Linked DNA regions of Callithrix jacchus: region 1 is linked to region 2. The links are chromatin contacts, called in public Hi-C maps. All regions are on one chromosome and are shown on one strand. The core of a region is the stretch at or near the end of the contact, and the rest is flanking DNA. Distances in the headings are between cores, read along the strand shown. Region 1 holds the start of JDP2 (Jun dimerization protein 2). Region 2 has its middle 36 kb from the start of FOS.

The links. A called contact is a pair of places that touch in the nucleus more often than the background predicts.
Region 1: a Hi-C map of skeletal muscle shows a contact between it and region 2, with 5 times the contacts expected there. The contact joins the promoter of JDP2 here to the enhancer-like site in region 2. A contact is called at or near these places in 2 of 3 Hi-C or Micro-C datasets (both in skeletal muscle).

Annotation. Positions count from the first base shown.
Region 1 is chr8:110,341,896-110,345,822 of calJac240_pri, forward strand. It overlaps JDP2 (Jun dimerization protein 2), which reads left to right and starts at 2,560. Exons shown (of 4, transcript XM_017977231.5): 1 at 2,560-2,701.
Region 2 is chr8:110,229,112-110,233,167 of calJac240_pri, forward strand. No RefSeq gene overlaps it. Among named protein-coding and RNA genes, the nearest start is that of FOS, 36 kb to the left of the region's middle. Within about 2 kb of position 1,755, at least 5 of the 16 cell types and tissues checked have an H3K27ac peak or open chromatin away from gene starts, as enhancers often do. A contact at or near this core is called in skeletal muscle, where this site is marked.

The DNA.
Region 1 (3,927 bases), core at 1,310-3,809, 110 kb after region 2:
GGGTGGAGACTGTGTCAAACTGGGTGTTAAGTCCCATTTCAAAGGGCAGCCTGTAGTGGGCTCTGGCCTATTGCTGCCATAAGGAAATGCATGTGGTGGCAGAGATTGTGTAAGGTTTTCTGGTTCCTTTCTCCTCCATGGTCCATGGGAGGACTGAGCTTCCTTGCATCTTTGAAATTAAGAATGGCCATGGGACCTGCCTTGGCCAGTGAAACATAAAGTGATGTATGTCACTCCAGGAGGAAGGATTTCACTGCTAGTACTTGGCCTCTCTACTTCTTTTTCTCTGCCACGGTAACCATGAAGGCACTTGTTGATATGAGGATATCAGTACTGAGGCATCACCTATAAGACAGCTGCCCTGGAGAATCACCTCAATTCACAGTTGTCTTGTATGGGTGAGAAGCAGCCTTTCTTTTGTAAAGCCAATGAGTTTGGGGGGATATTTGTTACCACAGCAAAACCTAGCTTATCCTGACTATTACATATGCCCAATGTTGCCTGACTGATATTTTTAAAAGAAAGTTTGAAATCTAGATTTTTTTTTATGAAATCTTTGATATATTAAAAAAAGATTTTTTTCTACAATTGTTTTTTGAGATGGGGGTCTTGCTATGTTGCCTGAGCTAGACTTGAACTCCTGGGCTCAAATGATCCTTCTGCTTCAGTCTCCTGAGTAGCTGGGACTACAGGTGAGCACCACTATGCCTGTCTTTTTTTAAAAAATGAATTTAAAGTGGAAGCCAGAAAAGCCGGATTTTCAGCCTGCCAGCTACTCATTTGCAATGTTGATCTATCTACACAATTTGAGTAGAGGATGGAGGAGCAATCCCGTGTGAACTCTGACAGTGCTTCTAGCCTGTGTGACATCACTAGCTCTTAGATACTCTTGGTCTTGCTATTCATTAGTTTGTAAACTATTTTTCCTAATTAGATGGGAAGTAGGAACAGGTGAGATCATGTCTTAAACTTTGTTTACTTTGAAGGTGCACAAGATTTTCAGTAAATACTGGGATAAAGATCGTTGATTGGCTGATTACCCAGAACTATCACTTTCTCCTTTGATTTTGGAGGAACAGGTGTGGGAATTCATTATTTTCCTTCACCATTTCACTTTTCCCCTCTTTGCAAAGAGCATGGGCTTCATCAATGTCCATTAAACTTTAAAATGAAATAGTCCAAATAAGTTAGAGATGCACAACCCGATGTATTAATTAGGACTTTTCTAATTGCAAGTAACAGGAAACCCAAATTCAAACTGCCTTGGGTAAGACATAGTTTACTAATTCCTATAGCTAAAGCCTGCAGAGGTCCGGATGATGTCAGGCATGACTGAATTCAGGAACTCAGGCAATGTCATTGGAACTTGATCTGTCTTTCTCCCCATGGCTTGGCTCTACTCTTGTTCCCATTAGCTTCACTCTCTGTAGATCCCTTTCATGTGGTGGCTTCTGGCAGGTTCAGGTCCAGCTTTGGCAGCTTCTCTTTCCAGCAGATGCACAGCATTCCTAGTCTCATGAGATTCACCTGGGAGACCTGACGATCTCTCCATCAGCCCATTGGCCAGGGCTGGGTGAGTTCATCAGGGCTTTTCTAGTTATGATAGGAAACTTAAATTCAAACTGCCTTAGGCTGAGTCACTTGTCTGTCCCTAAGAGTCAGGGGTAGATCAGCTCCATGCAGCACCCAATGTCTGCATAAAGGACCCAGTTTATGGCTTCTCCCTCTAGCCACTCCTAGAGGCAGTGATTAACTACACGGGCTTAGTAGGGAGTATGTGGCTGGAAGGGAGGCCTTGAGTCTGTGGTCTTAGAGCATCCTGTATGAAATTGAAAAACGTCCGTATCAAATAACAGAGAAACCTACTGAATATTACAGGGAGGTAGAGGGGACTAAAGACCTCCCAAGTCACCCTTGGTGCCACCCCAGTAACATATTTAATTCAAGGGGGAAGCAAAGGCCCAGTAGGACTGACTGCTGGTGGCCCAGCCACGGTCCAAAACAAGCCCTAGGGAGGGCCTAACCACACATCCTAATTATTAGTCTCTGCACAGAGATCTGTTTAGTTTATCCAAAGCCCCAGCGGAAGACACATAAAGTAGTATTGCCTCTGTTCCATGTTTTGTCCTGTATAATGTCCAGATGCAAGTCTTGTGGGAGAAACATGATGAGTCAGTTTCACAGTCCCTGGCTTTGATCTTTATGCCGTAGTAAAGGTGTCACTGGCCTTTCTGGGGTGGAGAATGATGTTCTTTCACAGACTATCAAATTACTGCTCATTTTCCAATGAATATTCTCTCAGGGCCTTGCTTTCTTCTTACCTGCCCACACCAGTGTTGCCAGGGAGATTGCTGGTGGCGAAGGTGAAAATGGTCAGGCAATGTCATTGGAACTCGGTCTGTCTCTCTCATTCCATTAGCCCAGTTCTTTTATCCAGAAAGATTTCAGTGCACTGGGGAAATAAGGAGAATAAGATCTCAGGCACTCACTCACACGGAAGAGACATGCATGCTTGAGTTTGCTCATTTGCACCCATCTGTCTCCAGTCTTGTTTCCTTCACTCTGAGCATCTGCACTCCAAGAAGGCATGAACTTTTTCTTTCACTTCCTTTCTTCTATGGGTGATGATCTGACATCACTCTGAGGAGGCCGAAAGTCGCTGAGTATAAAAATCGTCAATCCCATCCGGCTTAGGCAGAAGGTAGGGGGCTCGATGGGTACCCAGGAGCTCTGGAGGTAGGAGATGCCTAGGGAACCTGTTCTACCTGAGGGCTCTGTGTCGCTGCCTTTGTATACTGGAAGGCACCATGGATGTCACTTTTCCTCTGGAGTCTCCTTCACCATTTCCTCTCTAGGAGGATGGAAGGTGGGAGTGGGGTTGGCTATGGAGGTTGTAACGGGGAAGAAGGTCACCTGGGGTCTATCGAGGGCTGAGTCTGCTCACTGCTGTGTCCAGAGGGCATAGGAGAAGCCCTCTGGAGTAGGGCAGAAGGGTCCAACTGTGCCACGGGTCTAACTGTGCCAGCCGCAGAGCAAGCCGCGGTCTCAGGCTGCAGCCCTAGCCGAGGGCAGGCTGGTGCAGCGAGCCGCCTGGGGGCCTAAGGGCGCTGGCGGGGGCCGGTGGGTAGGAGTAGGGGTCCCCAAATGCCTTCATCTCAGCCCATCCTTCTCCACCGAAACATAAAGCAGGTTGACGAGATCGCCTCCTCGCCCGCTCAGTCCTGAAGTGTCCAAAGATGAAATTATGCCGAAATTCTCCCTGTCTCTGAGGGGAAGCGCCGGCACTGAGGAACCGGGTCCACAAAGGCTGTGCGTGAAGGGGCTTCTGACTTGTCCCCCGGCCCCGGCGTCGCTTCTCTCTCCCAGGGCTGCGGCTGCTGCCTGGCGGGCGCAAGTCGGGCGGCGGTGCGCTGGGGGTGCGCTTACATAACCGCTCGCCGCGTCCTGCTTTCTCGCGCGCTCCTGCACCGTGGGGTGGCGGAGCCGGGGGACTGGATGGAACCCGGGCCGCCCCCGCGGGGAGAGGAGCGCGAGCGGCCGCGGGAGGAGGGCGCCCGAGGCGGCAGGGGAGGTTAAGGTCAGTGGGTGTGAAGCGCCGGCTCCACACCCCCTCCCCCCCGGTCCCCTCCTTCCCTTCCTCTCCGTCCCCCTCTGACGTCTGGAGCTGGCAGCTCGGCCGGTTCCGCATTCCCGACCCCTCCCCGCCGCCCAGGGGCCGCTATATAGCCGGGGCTGATGCAACCCGTCCCGCCGCCCGCCACAGCCTGCGGGAGGGACGCTCGGCGGCCGCGACGGGGGGCGCTGGCGGCAGGGCTGGCGCCGCGGCGGCTCCCGGGCCGGGACGGGCCTGGGCACCGGGCGGAGCTCCGCGGCCGGGCGGCAGCGGCGCGGAGCGGGCACGGCGCCTGCAGCCGGGCCCCGGCCCCG
Region 2 (4,056 bases), core at 505-3,004:
ACTGGGGAGGCTGAGGCAGAAGGCAGAGGCTGCAGTGAGCCGAGATCATGCCACTGCACTCCAGCCTGGGCGACAGAGTGAGAGTCAGTCTAAAACCAAAACAAAACAGAACAAAAATTCAAAGCAGAGCAATCACTTGCTTGGCCCCTGATACTTCTGAGGGTAAATTCAGGAGTATCCGGGACCACTCGAGTTATTAAAACTGATTATTTGGGAGACAAAAACCTGATGAAATAGCAAAAGGGTAGAAGCCATGTTTTCAAATTTGTCATAAACAATATTCTGGATTCTTGCTTCTAAGTTATCCAGATAAAAGCAGCAAAACCTCCCCAACATTTGAGGTGAAAATTCTCTTGGATGTCTATCACCACATTCACCTAAGCTGTTCCTTAGCGTCCACATACTTGTTTGTTTTTCTTCCTGAATTTATTTATTTTTGATGTTTCTACACAGCTGGGCTACCTCTGTCATGTTGTATGCTTCTTGCGTTTTACCAAGTAACAGGCTGGCCTTTAGTCGCAAGTGCGGCATTCTGGAAGCCAACTTAGTTTAGTGATAGGGTTCTTTTTTTTTTTTTGAGACGGAGTTTCGCTCTTGTTACCCAGGCTGGAGTGCAATGGTGCGATCTCGGCTCACCGCAACCTCTGCCTCCTGGGTTCAGGCAATTCTCCTGCCTCAGCCTCCTGAGTAGCTGGGATTACAGGCACGCGCCACCGTGCCCAGCTGATTTTTTATATTTTTAGTAGAGACGGGTTTCACCATGTTGACCAGGATGGTCTTGATCTCTTGACCTTGTGATCCACCCTCCTCGGCCTCCCAAAGTGCTGGGATTACAGGCTTGAGCCACCGTGCCCGGCTTAGTGATAGGGTTCTTGATGGAAGTTGAATGTGCAGATTGGGGCATTTAGCAGATTATCTGATGCTCAGTCTTTCTTTCTTTGTTTTTTGAGACAGAGCTTCACTCTGGTTGCCCAGGCTGGAGTGCAGTTGCTCAATTTTGGCTCACTGCAACTTCTGCCTCCTGGGTTCAAGTGATTCTTCTCCTCAGCCTCCCAAGTAGCTGGGACTACAGGTGCCTGCCACCACACCCAGCTAATTTTTTGTATTTTTAGTAGAGACATGATTTCATCATGTTGGCCAGGCTGGTCTCAAACTCCTGACCTCAGTTGATCCGCCCACCTTGGCCTCCCAAAGTACTGGGATTACAGGTGTGAGCCACCGCGCCTGGCCCTGATGCCCAGTCTTTCTATTGGCTCTGCCTTGCCTGAAGGGAAAGTATGTGTTCATCAAACAGGGATCCTCTAGACCTTGTTACTGTGATGGGGAAATACCCGAACGTGCCAGGAAATCCCGCTCAGGCAGAGAGCAGGATTCTTGGCTTCCCAGGGATTCACATCTCAGCCCCTGCAGCCAATCAGCAAGGGAATTGCTTCAAACTGACAAGGAAAACAAAGCCTAACAAAAGCAACTGGAGCGCAAACAGACTTGGGTGAGGTTGGGAAGGGGAGTCAGGCCTGGCGTCATCCGGCTGCAGGCCAGGCTGTTGCCAGGGTGACAGCCAGTCCGTTTACCAGCAGGCAGCAGAGCCAGCTTTCTGGGGGGAAGCCCAAGAAGGGGAGGAGGAGCAGGGGTGCCCCAGGGGAGCCTGTGCTTCTCCAAGTTACAGAAACCCACAGAGAAGGCTCGTCCACTTCCAGGGAGCAGCGCCTTTTCTCAGGAGCTGGGCAGGCAGCCCAGGGGCCAGTGGGCTGGGAGAAGCCGGCCTGAGAGGGACGGAAGTGGCCATTGAACAGGCAAAGAGCCCTCTGGAAAGGCTAGAAGCCTTTCTGGGCAGAACAGATTTGCAGCTGTGTTGGCTTTCTGGGAAAAAGATGAAGTGGATCACAGTGTTTTAAAACAAAAAACTGCCCCCCCACCACGCCAATGGAGGAAAGAGAGGGCTTCAGAAACCTCAGAGGTGGAACATGGAAATACCTTATATTCTTCTCCGGGAGTTTTTGTTTTCTTACTTTATTTTTTTACTCTGATGATAACAATTCAAGTAATTACCTAGAAGACAAGAAGAACAAACAACATTCAGTGTCACATGTTAGAAAGTGTCTGCTTTGCAGGGCTCATCATATCAGAGCCCGACTCTGTGCCTGGATGGTGCTCAGGTCCATGAATGTGGGAGCCTTTAGGATACTGACACCCTTTCTGGCCAGGGAGCAGCATTAGCCGAAACAAATGCAGTGGAAGAAAGAATCTTGGCACCTTCCTCCAGAAAGCCTGCTGCCAAAGTGTCATGCAGAAGGAAAAATAGTTCCTGATTCTACTCATATGAGCCTCCTCGAGTAGACAAATGCAAGCAGACAGGAAGCAGCGTGGTGTTTGCCAGGGCCAAGGGGAGGGCAAGGTGGGGAGTGAGTATTTAATGAGTCTGAAGTTTCAGTTTGGGAAGATGAAAAGTTCTGGAGACGGATGGTGATGACAGTTGCACCACAATGCGAAGGTACTTAATTCCACTGAACTATACACTTGAAAAGGTTCAAACAGTAAGCTTTGTTATGTATATTTTACCACAATAAAAATAATCATGTCTGTCAGTAAACACTGCCTTCTTGTTGCACCAGGAGATAGTGGTGTTTGCTTGAAGGCAGACACCCAGGGCACCTGGGTTTACCTCTTTGAACCGCAGCTGTGAGGTCCATCCAGTAGAACTTATACTTTCTTGTTTTTGTTTTGAGACAGGGTCTCAATCTGTAACCCCGGCTGGAGTGCAGTGACGCAATCTCAGCTGACTGCAACCTCAGCTGACTGCAACTCTGCCTCCTGGGCTCAAGTGATTCTGTGCCTCAGCCTCCTGAGTAGCAGGGACTACAGGTAAGCGCCATCACACCTGGCTAATTTTTTGTATAGAGACAGTTTCACCATGTTGCCCAGGGTGGTCTCGAACTCCTGAGCTCAGGTGATCGCCCACCTTGGCCTCCTAAAGTGCTGGGATTACAGGCGTGAGCCACTGTGCCCGGCCAAGTGGAACTTAGACTTACAGACAAATGTGAAGAATGGATATGAATGCATTTAGTGAACAGAAATGCACCATAAAAATGTATTTTTAAAAAAAATTCAAGATGGGATGTCCCAAAGTGTTGGGATTACAGGCATGAGCCACTGTACCTAGCCAAGAATATAGAATGTGATTAAAGTATTATTTCAAAATTCATTGTTCAGGTATCAAAGTGCCAAGGGGCAAAAGGAAAGACAAAAGGGAGAGTTTTGGAGGAAACTAAGGAAAAAGCTATTTATATCTGGCATTTCGAGGAATTGGAAAATACCCTAATACTGTAGGAGAATTGGAGAGAATGTTGGGCTCATGCTCTGGGGCCTGAGGGTAAGGCCTACTTGGACTATCATGGCAATTGAAAATACTTCTCCCTTTTGCTCTGCCTAAATTGAGAAACAGGTTAAGCCCACCCATCAGGAGGAAATGAAACAAAATGAAATAATGTCAAAATATCACCTCTCAAATTTCATGAAGGGAAATGGTACAGTTACAACACAATGCTGGGTGGAAGTTTATGGGACCTGGAACCTCCAGGCATGAGTGGAACCCAGGTCACCACCAGAGACTCACATTAACTGTCAACAATGTTTTTCTGTTTAAAGAAATAAGAGCCTGTAATCCCAGCACTTTGGGAAGCTGAGGGAGGCGGATCATGAGCTCAGGAGTTCAAGACCAGCCTGACCAACATGATGAAACCCTGTTACTACTAAAAATACAAAAATTAGCTGGGCATGGTGGTGCATGCCTATAATCCCAGTTACTCAGGAGGCTGAGGCAGGAGAATCGCTTGAACCCAGGAGGTGGAGGTTGTGGTTAGCCAAGATTATGGCACTGCACTCCAGCCTGCGCAACAGAATAAGACTCTGTCTAAGAAAAATAAAAATAAAAATAAATAAATAAATAAGTCGTTGGCCGGGTGCTCATGCCTATAATCCTAGCACTTTGGGAGGCTGAAGCGGGTGGATCATTTGAGGCCAGTCATTTGAGACCAGCCTGGAGAACATGGTGAAACA